Linked DNA regions of Mus musculus: region 2 is linked to region 1. A link is a contact called in public Hi-C data. All regions are on one chromosome and are shown on one strand. The core of a region is the stretch at or near the end of the contact, and the rest is flanking DNA. Distances in the headings are between cores, read along the strand shown. Region 1 has its middle 140 kb from the start of Gm39035. Region 2 overlaps Gm36865 (a long non-coding RNA gene).

Evidence for each region. A called contact is a pair of places that touch in the nucleus more often than the background predicts.
Region 2: a Hi-C map of muscle stem cells shows a contact between it and region 1, with 2.2 times the contacts expected there. The contact joins two enhancer-like sites.

The regions. Positions count from the first base shown.
Region 1 is chr7:72,440,450-72,444,673 of GRCm38.p6, reverse strand. No RefSeq gene overlaps it. Among named protein-coding and RNA genes, the nearest start is that of Gm39035, 140 kb to the right of the region's middle. Within about 2 kb of position 2,458, at least 44 of the 459 cell types and tissues checked have an H3K27ac peak or open chromatin away from gene starts, as enhancers often do. A contact at or near this core is called in muscle stem cells, where this site is marked.
Region 2 is chr7:72,749,670-72,753,893 of GRCm38.p6, reverse strand. All of the region lies in intron 3 of Gm36865 (a long non-coding RNA gene), which reads left to right. Among named protein-coding and RNA genes, the nearest start is that of Gm36865, 75 kb to the left of the region's middle. Within about 2 kb of position 2,268, at least 29 of the 459 cell types and tissues checked have an H3K27ac peak or open chromatin away from gene starts, as enhancers often do. A contact at or near this core is called in muscle stem cells, where this site is marked.

The DNA.
Region 1 (4,224 bases), core at 1,209-3,708:
AGTAGTCTGCTGGCAACCTTCAATGAAGATGTAGAACTTTCAGCTTCTCCTGCACTGTGTCTGCCTGGATGCTGCCATGTTCTTACCTAGATGATAATGGGCTGACCTCTGAACCTGTAAGCCAGTCCCAAATAAATGTTGTCCTTATAAGAATTGTCTTGGTCATGGTGGGTGTTCACAGCAGTAAAACCCTAACTAAGACAGCTGGTGACAGGACTGGAGGTACCCCAGGGTTTCTTCACTATCACCTCTTAGACTGTATTCTAAGACAGCTAACAAGCTTTGTGCATTGTTCCTGAACTTAACTGTATAATGCCTCTGCTTGCCTCCTGTGATTCATTTACAGTCTTGCTTTCACAATCCATGAGGAAAACCAGGGACATCAGAGCACTAGCAGGTCAAACTAAGATAGATGAAGTGCATCAGTGGAGTAGATGTTGTGTTGGGCCAGTTCAGAGCCCTGGATCTGGCCCTGAGTGATATATGAGCTGGTCAGCCTCTGGTTCTCCTGCCCTCTCACCTTCAGAGCCAGCTCACCAGCAACTCCTGCGATCAGGGCCAGCTCTACCATGCCAGGCAAAGTATAGGGTTTGCTCTCCCAAGTGTTGCAGCCAGTGAGGGACATGGCCAGTTCTCCCACTCTCATGACCCTGGGGCCAGCTCTTCTACTTGCCTTAGATAGAGAAGGATAGGGATGGCTGGAGGCTATCTCTCCCTCATCCACACCACCACCCAGCAGACAAGAATTTGGGCAGGCTCAACTGAAACTCATACATTCAGGATTAGCTCTACTGTGCTGCCCAGGAGAAATGCAGGGCCCAATCTCCAGAATGCTACAATAAGCGAGGGGCAGGAACAGCTCCTGCTCTTGAGACCCCACCTTGGGGCCAACTTTCCCACCCACCCCTAATGGGGTAGGCAAAAGTGAAGGGAGGGGATCTCTCCCCTGCCAATGCCACCACATAGTAGAAAAGAGGCAGGGCTGACTCTCCCACACTTATGCCCTCAGGGCATGATCACCCTCAGTGCCCACAACCAGGGCCTGCTCTGCTGTGTAGGAGTGCTTGAAGGAGCCTGTGTTTTAGATAGCAAACTACAGGATCTCCATGACACAGGGCAACAATAGGCTCTCCAAGAGGAGTCCCAGGGAAGTTCCACTACTGATGGAGTAGCAGAAGGCAGATGACTCACTCCATGAACAAAGCAAAGAAGTGTGGACAGAAGTGTGGACAAAATCATATGCATGGGACATAGTGTGACATACTACAGCTTCCACGGTGAGATTTTTTTCCCCCTCTGTTAGTGCAGATGTTGAAAGTGTGGAGGGCACATACAAGGGGAGGGGAGATGAGTGGGATTGGGGTGTATGATGTGAAATTCAAAAGAGAACCAAAGTATTTTACAAAAGATTGAAGACATGAGCCAGACTGGAACAGAACCTGTTGCAGAGTTGTAGACGTGAGCTGTGCACGAGTCTTGTGATGAAGACAAACAGATAACTGTAACAGGGCCACCACATACAACTGTATAGGCAGCTACATACCTTCAGTGGAAGATGTTCAAATAGACTGATAATTAGTGGTGCTGCCAGGTTAACCCTCACACCTAGTTTTTCCTTTCCTGTGTTAACCAAAATTTCCCTAATGTCGCTGCAAGAAAATAAAGCTTTAGAGATTAACTTTGTACTGTAAGAATATATAACAATTAAGTTTGTAGGAAGAGACAAAAAGGAGAATTTAAACAAACTTGTACAGATAGAGCAGTCTTTATTTAATGTCAGATGGTGGCATCCTAAGTCCTGACCATGCCAGGGTCTGATGTCTTCTTTGGCAACCACTGGGTGACTGGGGCTGGGGCTGGGTCAGCTGCTTTTCTTAGGAGGAGGAATTCCTTTAACATAGAAAAAGCTTTCTACTTGTAAGTAAGGCCGCAAGAAAGTAAAGCTTACGCAGTTGCATAATGCTGAAAGAGCCACGGTTGTGTTGGAATGCACACCCACCAGCTCTCAATAACCACTTAGTATCTCTCCCCAGCCATGTGTTGGGTGACACCACAGAGGTAACCTGAAGTCAGGCAGGATGGTTTATTTAGACCACAGACATTGCCAGGTACTCAAAGGCAGGGCCTCTCTACTCTCTGCAGTTCTGTATGTGTCATGGAACTATATCCTCTCTCCAAGGTTTGATGTTTCATCTCAAGAATGGGGAGGGGGGAGTAGGGAAGGGGAAAGGCATCTTGAGTGACCTGTCCTTATTCATCATTAGTTCTTCATAATTGTATGAATTCCCAGAATGAAGAAGAAAAGTTCCGGAGCAACGTATTTTGTCAAGCTTTTCTTACTCACTTTTAGTTAGATTAGAAAATGTTATTTAAAGTGGTTAGTATGATTCAGACAATGGACACATGGACATTTCCCTAAGGTCTTATAAATTACCATTTGATTTGTGAAGTGGATGCTCTGCCAGGCATTGTGCTGCACTATGTGTGACTCATGCTTATTCGCTCATTTGGCTCTCACAGCTGTGTTGTGGGGCCAGGAGAGCCCGGATCACAGATGAGGGAGGGGAGGCCCTGAGAAGTCGGTGCCTTCCCAAATGTCCCAGAGTTGGAAAACATCCAGCTTTGGTGCCTTTGTTGTCTGTGTAACATATGTGGATACCAGATATATAAATCATACCTTGAGCCCATGCAAATATCAAATTACATGTGGTGTCAAATCAATAAAAATCTCTAGGTAGAAGCTAAAATGAAAGATCTAACTCTTGATATCAAAGGCAGAATGAAGTTTAGTCTATAGGGAAAATTGTAAATTTCCCTTGAAAAAACATTCTAGCCTTGGGATTTCATATCTGTAGGCCTCTATTGGAAGCCAATAATAGTTGCTTCAAAGAAGGATCAACACCAGAGTGGGTTGAGGAGAGGGCATCAGGCAGGCTCTGTAGACTGAAACTCCCAGGCAAGAGTAGCCTTGTCCTTGGAGACTTTATTGAGAGAGAAAAGAGGAACCTTCATAAAACGGTTATTTCCATGCTCTCAAAGTATCTGGAATATTTTTTGAAACACTGCAATTAATAAAAATGTGTTTGGAGTTGACTGTCAAACTCGCTGAAGATGAAAAAATGTATGTCTTCAACAATAACAGCATTTGAATCATATAGTGTGTGTCTGGCAGATATTCTTTCCCAATGACCAGGCTAATTCAAGTGTATACCTGCTTAGAAGTGCAAACGAAAGCCTATCAGAAGCAAAGAGGAAGAGGAGGAGGAGGAGTAAGGGAGCCAGTTATAGGACTGCAACAATCACACAACAGTTACAAGATTGCGAATTTGCAAATATCTAGGACTCAAAGCCCAGAGCAATGGCACTGAGCTTGTGCTTGTACCATCTAAGGAATTGGGGAGCACACCAGACATTTCAGTATCTAATGGAGTGAGAGCCAAGTTCTAAGGTTTGCAAATGTTAGCCTCCTCTAAGGAGCTTACCCAGAAACTCATATGACCCATGGTCTTGGGGACATTGGAAGGCACATTCATAAATAACATAGTTATGGATAGCATAGCCATGGATTCCTTCTGGTTTGTTTCCATTTCATTAAAACTTTTAACCTTGTGGGTCATACAATATTAAAAACATAACCAACAGGCAGGAGAATAGAGAATCAGGAAGGATTAGGAAACTTCTCAAGCTGTTTAGTTTTTAGCTGCTCTGGGAAATGACTGATTCAATGGTAAAGCCAGGCCATAGGACATACTTGGGGCAGATAACTAGGTTTTGATAACGTATCTATCAAATCAAATGATGTATAGCTGTCCTTCATATTCACAGAATCAACATCCACAGAATCAACTACCTTTCGGTAAAGAACTGTCAGAAAAAGAGTTGAAATGAATATGCATAGTCATTTTTCTTGTCATTCTTCTCTAAACTCTACAGTCCAGTAGCATTTATATCTCACTGGGCATTGTAGACCACCAAAAGATGATAGGACATGTACAGGTAGATATTCACTGGTGCTGTGTAAATACTACACCATTTAATACAAGGACCTTGAGTGTTTGCAGATCTAAGTATCTGCTCAGCCCCAAGAAACAACTCCCTGTAAGTAAGTACAGAGGAGTAACTGTATGTAAGAAACTGATCAAAATTATAGACGTGTGTTACCAATGACAGTTCGATGATATTAGCTGAATAATAAGGTTGATTATGCAAAGCCAGACGCAGTTC
Region 2 (4,224 bases), core at 1,019-3,518, 310 kb before region 1:
AGACACAGACACAGACACAGACACAGACACAGACACAGACACAGACACAGACACAGACACAGACACAGACACAGATACAGATACAGATAGATACAGATACAGATACAGATACAGATACACTCACTTGGCAAGGGCCTACTGGGTGCCATTTGTAGGATCACTATGTGCCAGAGCCCCCTTTGGAGAATTCCCTCGTTTAGTCCTGGCATAAGGTATGCCATTAACTCTGCTTACCAATGGGAAAGCTGAGGAGGTGTGCCAGCTGCTGGGTTAAGTTCTGTCTGCTTCTGACATAAAGGCTTCTGTAGCTTAGTATTAGGTGGGCCTCTGAGTTGGGGTTCACACCCTCAGGGTTGGGATAGATAGAGAGCAGGGATGTTTACGAGGTCTTTTCTTGGAATTTTTCTTTTCCTTTTTGGCAAAATAACTGAGATGTACTTATTGCACGAGTTTCAGAGTTACATTAAGTCACCCACTCTCTTTAATCCCCACCACCTTCTACTCAGAGCTTGGAAACAGGTTTTCTGAGTACTTCCAGCATTTCATCTTTACATACTCTGGTTTCTTACAAGGTCGTGAGGAGGGTAAGGCTGAGAACATTCCAAAGGGATTATGCACATTCTGCAAGAACCTGAAAAAGCAATTGATAAAGGCTTAGCTGCTTACCCAGGGATACAGGTGTGGGGGGGCCATCACACAGAGGGAGCCTCACAAGGTTCCCAGGCCTTTGTCATCTTATAGCCCCCTCCTCCAGAGGCTGAATCCTTACCAGAGATTAAAATGTAATGACACAATGAATTGAGACCAGAAATCATCATTGGAAACTGTTCTTTGAGGCATTATAGGACATGTGGCATTATGCGCAAACATGAAAGGGGATTTCAGATGCAGCAGTGGGCTTCCATTTATACACATTTTAAACATTTTTATAGATTTGCAGAGGGAGAAGCTTTGCAGCCTAGAGTCTTTAGGAGAAAATGGAAGCTGCATTTTAGTGAGGGAGAAGGGAATAATAAGAACCACCTGAAAATCAACCAGAGGTAGGGAAGAAGGAGAACACTGAGGGTGACGCGAGTGGGTGCAAAGCACAGTGCCATTGCAGAGTAAAGCTAGAGTGGTTTATTGGTGGATACCAGTTTCAGTTGTTATATTTTGGTTGGACAAATGCTATCTACTATATCAGTTATCTTGGGCTACTATTTAAAAGCATCATAGCCAGGATATTATAAACAATGGCAGTTTATTTCTGGATGCTAAATGTTCAAGACCTTGGTAATGGTATCCTTCTTTGTCTGGCAGATGTGTTTCTAGGCACTAGTGTGGACTTTCTTTCATGTAGTACAAAGTGGGCCTTTTTCTTAACAACCGCTCTCAGGGCAATTATTTCCCCAATACAGCACTCCCAAATACCATTACACTGACAGCTACAGTGTCAACATCATTATAAAGAGATATGCACATCCAATTCATAGTGATGACACTGACAAAAAGACTTCTTTCAGGAAGGGCACACTTGAGAGCTTACAGTTAATCTAAGCAGGCAAAACCTGGGCCTCGTTGTAGCTGTAGTATACTGCATTATGGCCTTTGCTACGTGAATAAGCCCTAAAAGCTGTTAGTACTATTGACATTTCTGACGCTGTTGTGGGTAGTGTCCATGACTCAGAGAATTCCTGTTTGGATGCAGTACAGTTGTATTTGCCTCACACATTTTCACCTTGCTTCCTGCTTTGAATTGTCATTGCACGGTCAGGTTGTTCAGAAATATTTCTCAAGGGCCCATGAAAACCTATGAAGTATAATAATGGTCTATAAATGTGGATGCTTCACTTTGTCCTTCCTGGGCTTATATCATTTTCAAAAGGGTAAGCATTTTCGTGTGTGTGTGTGTGTGTGTGTGTGTGTGTGTGTGTGTGTGTGAGAGAGAGAGAGAGAGAGAGAGAGAGAGAGAACGGTCTTTCAGCATTCAATGCTGTTCAGCCATTGTTGGCCTCAGGCTGGGAGTATACCGGCCCAGATTGAGCACATTTACGTTCGCTGCAACCCGTGGGACTGGTATTGATTTACTATCACATTTGGGAAAGAGAAACATACGGGGACACACTTGCTATGTCATGCCTCATTTGCTTGGAAGCGAGAGTGCAGCTGATCTGGGAGTGTGGTGACCCCTGGAACGAAATTCCATGTGTGATAAATTGTGAGCTCTACCGTGCAACAGAGAATCAACACATGTGGGGATGAGAACGTCACTTGGGTGGATGACCCAGCTGTGAGGAGGAGGTAACAGCAACTCAGGCTGTTGGTAAGCACTGCTAGCTCAGCTCCTGGCAGTGCTGGGCTGACCTTTTCCCACCCGGTCCATCTGGATTTTATGATTTTTGTTTCTTGTTTTGGCAACTACTGAAATTGAGGTGCTACTTCTGAGGTCAAAGAGGCTGTCAGTGGGCAGTGCTCCATGTCATTTCCCTTCTCTGAGGAAATGCTCTTTTAAGAGCTTTGCTGTAAAATTCACAGCCTCATTCTAATTTTTCAAGACAGATGCAGAGCACTTAAGGTGACACCAGTGACTCAAATAAGAGCAGATGGGGATGGAGGGTTAAGCACTATGTCTTTTCCCTCCTCCGCCTCCTCCTCTTTTTCCTCTTCCTCTTCTTCTTTAACTATTTACTGAATTCTTGTGAATTTCACATCATTCATCTCAACCCCACTCATCTCTCAATCCCTCCATATCTTCCCTCTGCCCTTGAAACCACCCCCAAGAAGACAAAAATAAAAACAAACAAAAAAAAAAAAAGAGAGAGAGAGAGAAAAATAAAAAAACTTTTAAAAACTCATCTTGCTGTGAAACTGTGTGGTGTATCATGGTGTGTCCCACAGTATACCCTCTTGTTCGGTTGCTTTACCTGATAATATACATTGCAATGAGTCATTGATCTGGTTTGAGACCTCTGCTATCTGCTGCATTATCAATACTGAATCTTCACTGGTGAAGGGGGAGTAGTTCTGATGCGAAGGTCTTGTTCCCCAATTGGCTCTTGATTTGTCAGTCAAGAAAGCAGGGAGCTAATTGGTGGGTGGAAGGTACAGATGGGACTTCTGGGTCCTAGGAGGAAAAAAGGAGCAAGAAAGAAGAGAGGCGCTTTCAGCTGTGCTTTGGAGGAAGAACACAGAAGCCATGTGTCTCAGGGGGGAGCTCCGTCCTGTGGCTTCTGCTACAGGCGGGTGGCCAAGGATGTTTTGCAGGGTCTAGGCAGGATTAGCCACTGAAGTTTAGGGCAAGTGGAGAGACAGAGATAATAAATTGCTAAGGGCATGCTTTTCCAGTTAGGATATAGTAACAGCCAGCAATTGTGCCTAGAGGGCAAATTATAAAGTGCCAATCTCTCTCTCTCTCTCTCTCTCTCTCTCTCTCTCTCTCTCTCTCTCTCTGTGTGTGTGTGTGTGTGTGTGTGTGTGTGTGTGTGTGTGTGTGTGTATTGCCCTGTGTCATGGGGATCCTGCAGCTTTAGTTCTCCAGGACTGACCCCTTCAGCAGTTGTACAGCCCATCAACTCTCTTGCACCTACCTCACCCTACCTCACCAGAGGCAGTTCTCCTCATTAGCCCAGGCAAGGGACAGGAACAGCTCTCCTGCTTGTGGCAGCCGGCAGGGGACAGGGCTGACCCTCTGGTGCTCATGTCACCAGGGCCAGCTTTCCAGTACTGCTCTGCCAAGCTGCCCAGGCAAGGGGATAGAGTTGGCTCTCTCACATACTGCAGGAAACGGGGACTGGAGGAGGCATTGATCCCATACCCACACCACTGCAAGAATGAAAAGGGGTGAGAATAAGAGAGGTAGCACTCAGAGGAGCATCCTGCATATCTTCTGGGCAGCATGGTAGAGTTGGCCCTCCTGGGGTGGGCCTTTGAGAGCCAACCCTTATGGTGTGAGAACAAGAGAACTTGGCTCTATCTCTTGCTCAGTGCTATTCTCATTCCTTAAAAATAAAAATAATTTCTTATACCATCTTCACTAAACTTCCTGCTGTGCCACCCCCACTCCCAGTTCTAAGTGTCTCTGTGTACACATGGGCATTGAAACTGAAAGGAAATAAAACTGTAATTCATGTAATGTATGTTAAATAGCCCAAAGAGTTGTTTCTGAGCTTTGAAACCTGGGGCTGAGAACATAGCAGAACAGACCAGGACATGCCCGGGCAAGCCCATCGCCTCCCTAGCTCCCAC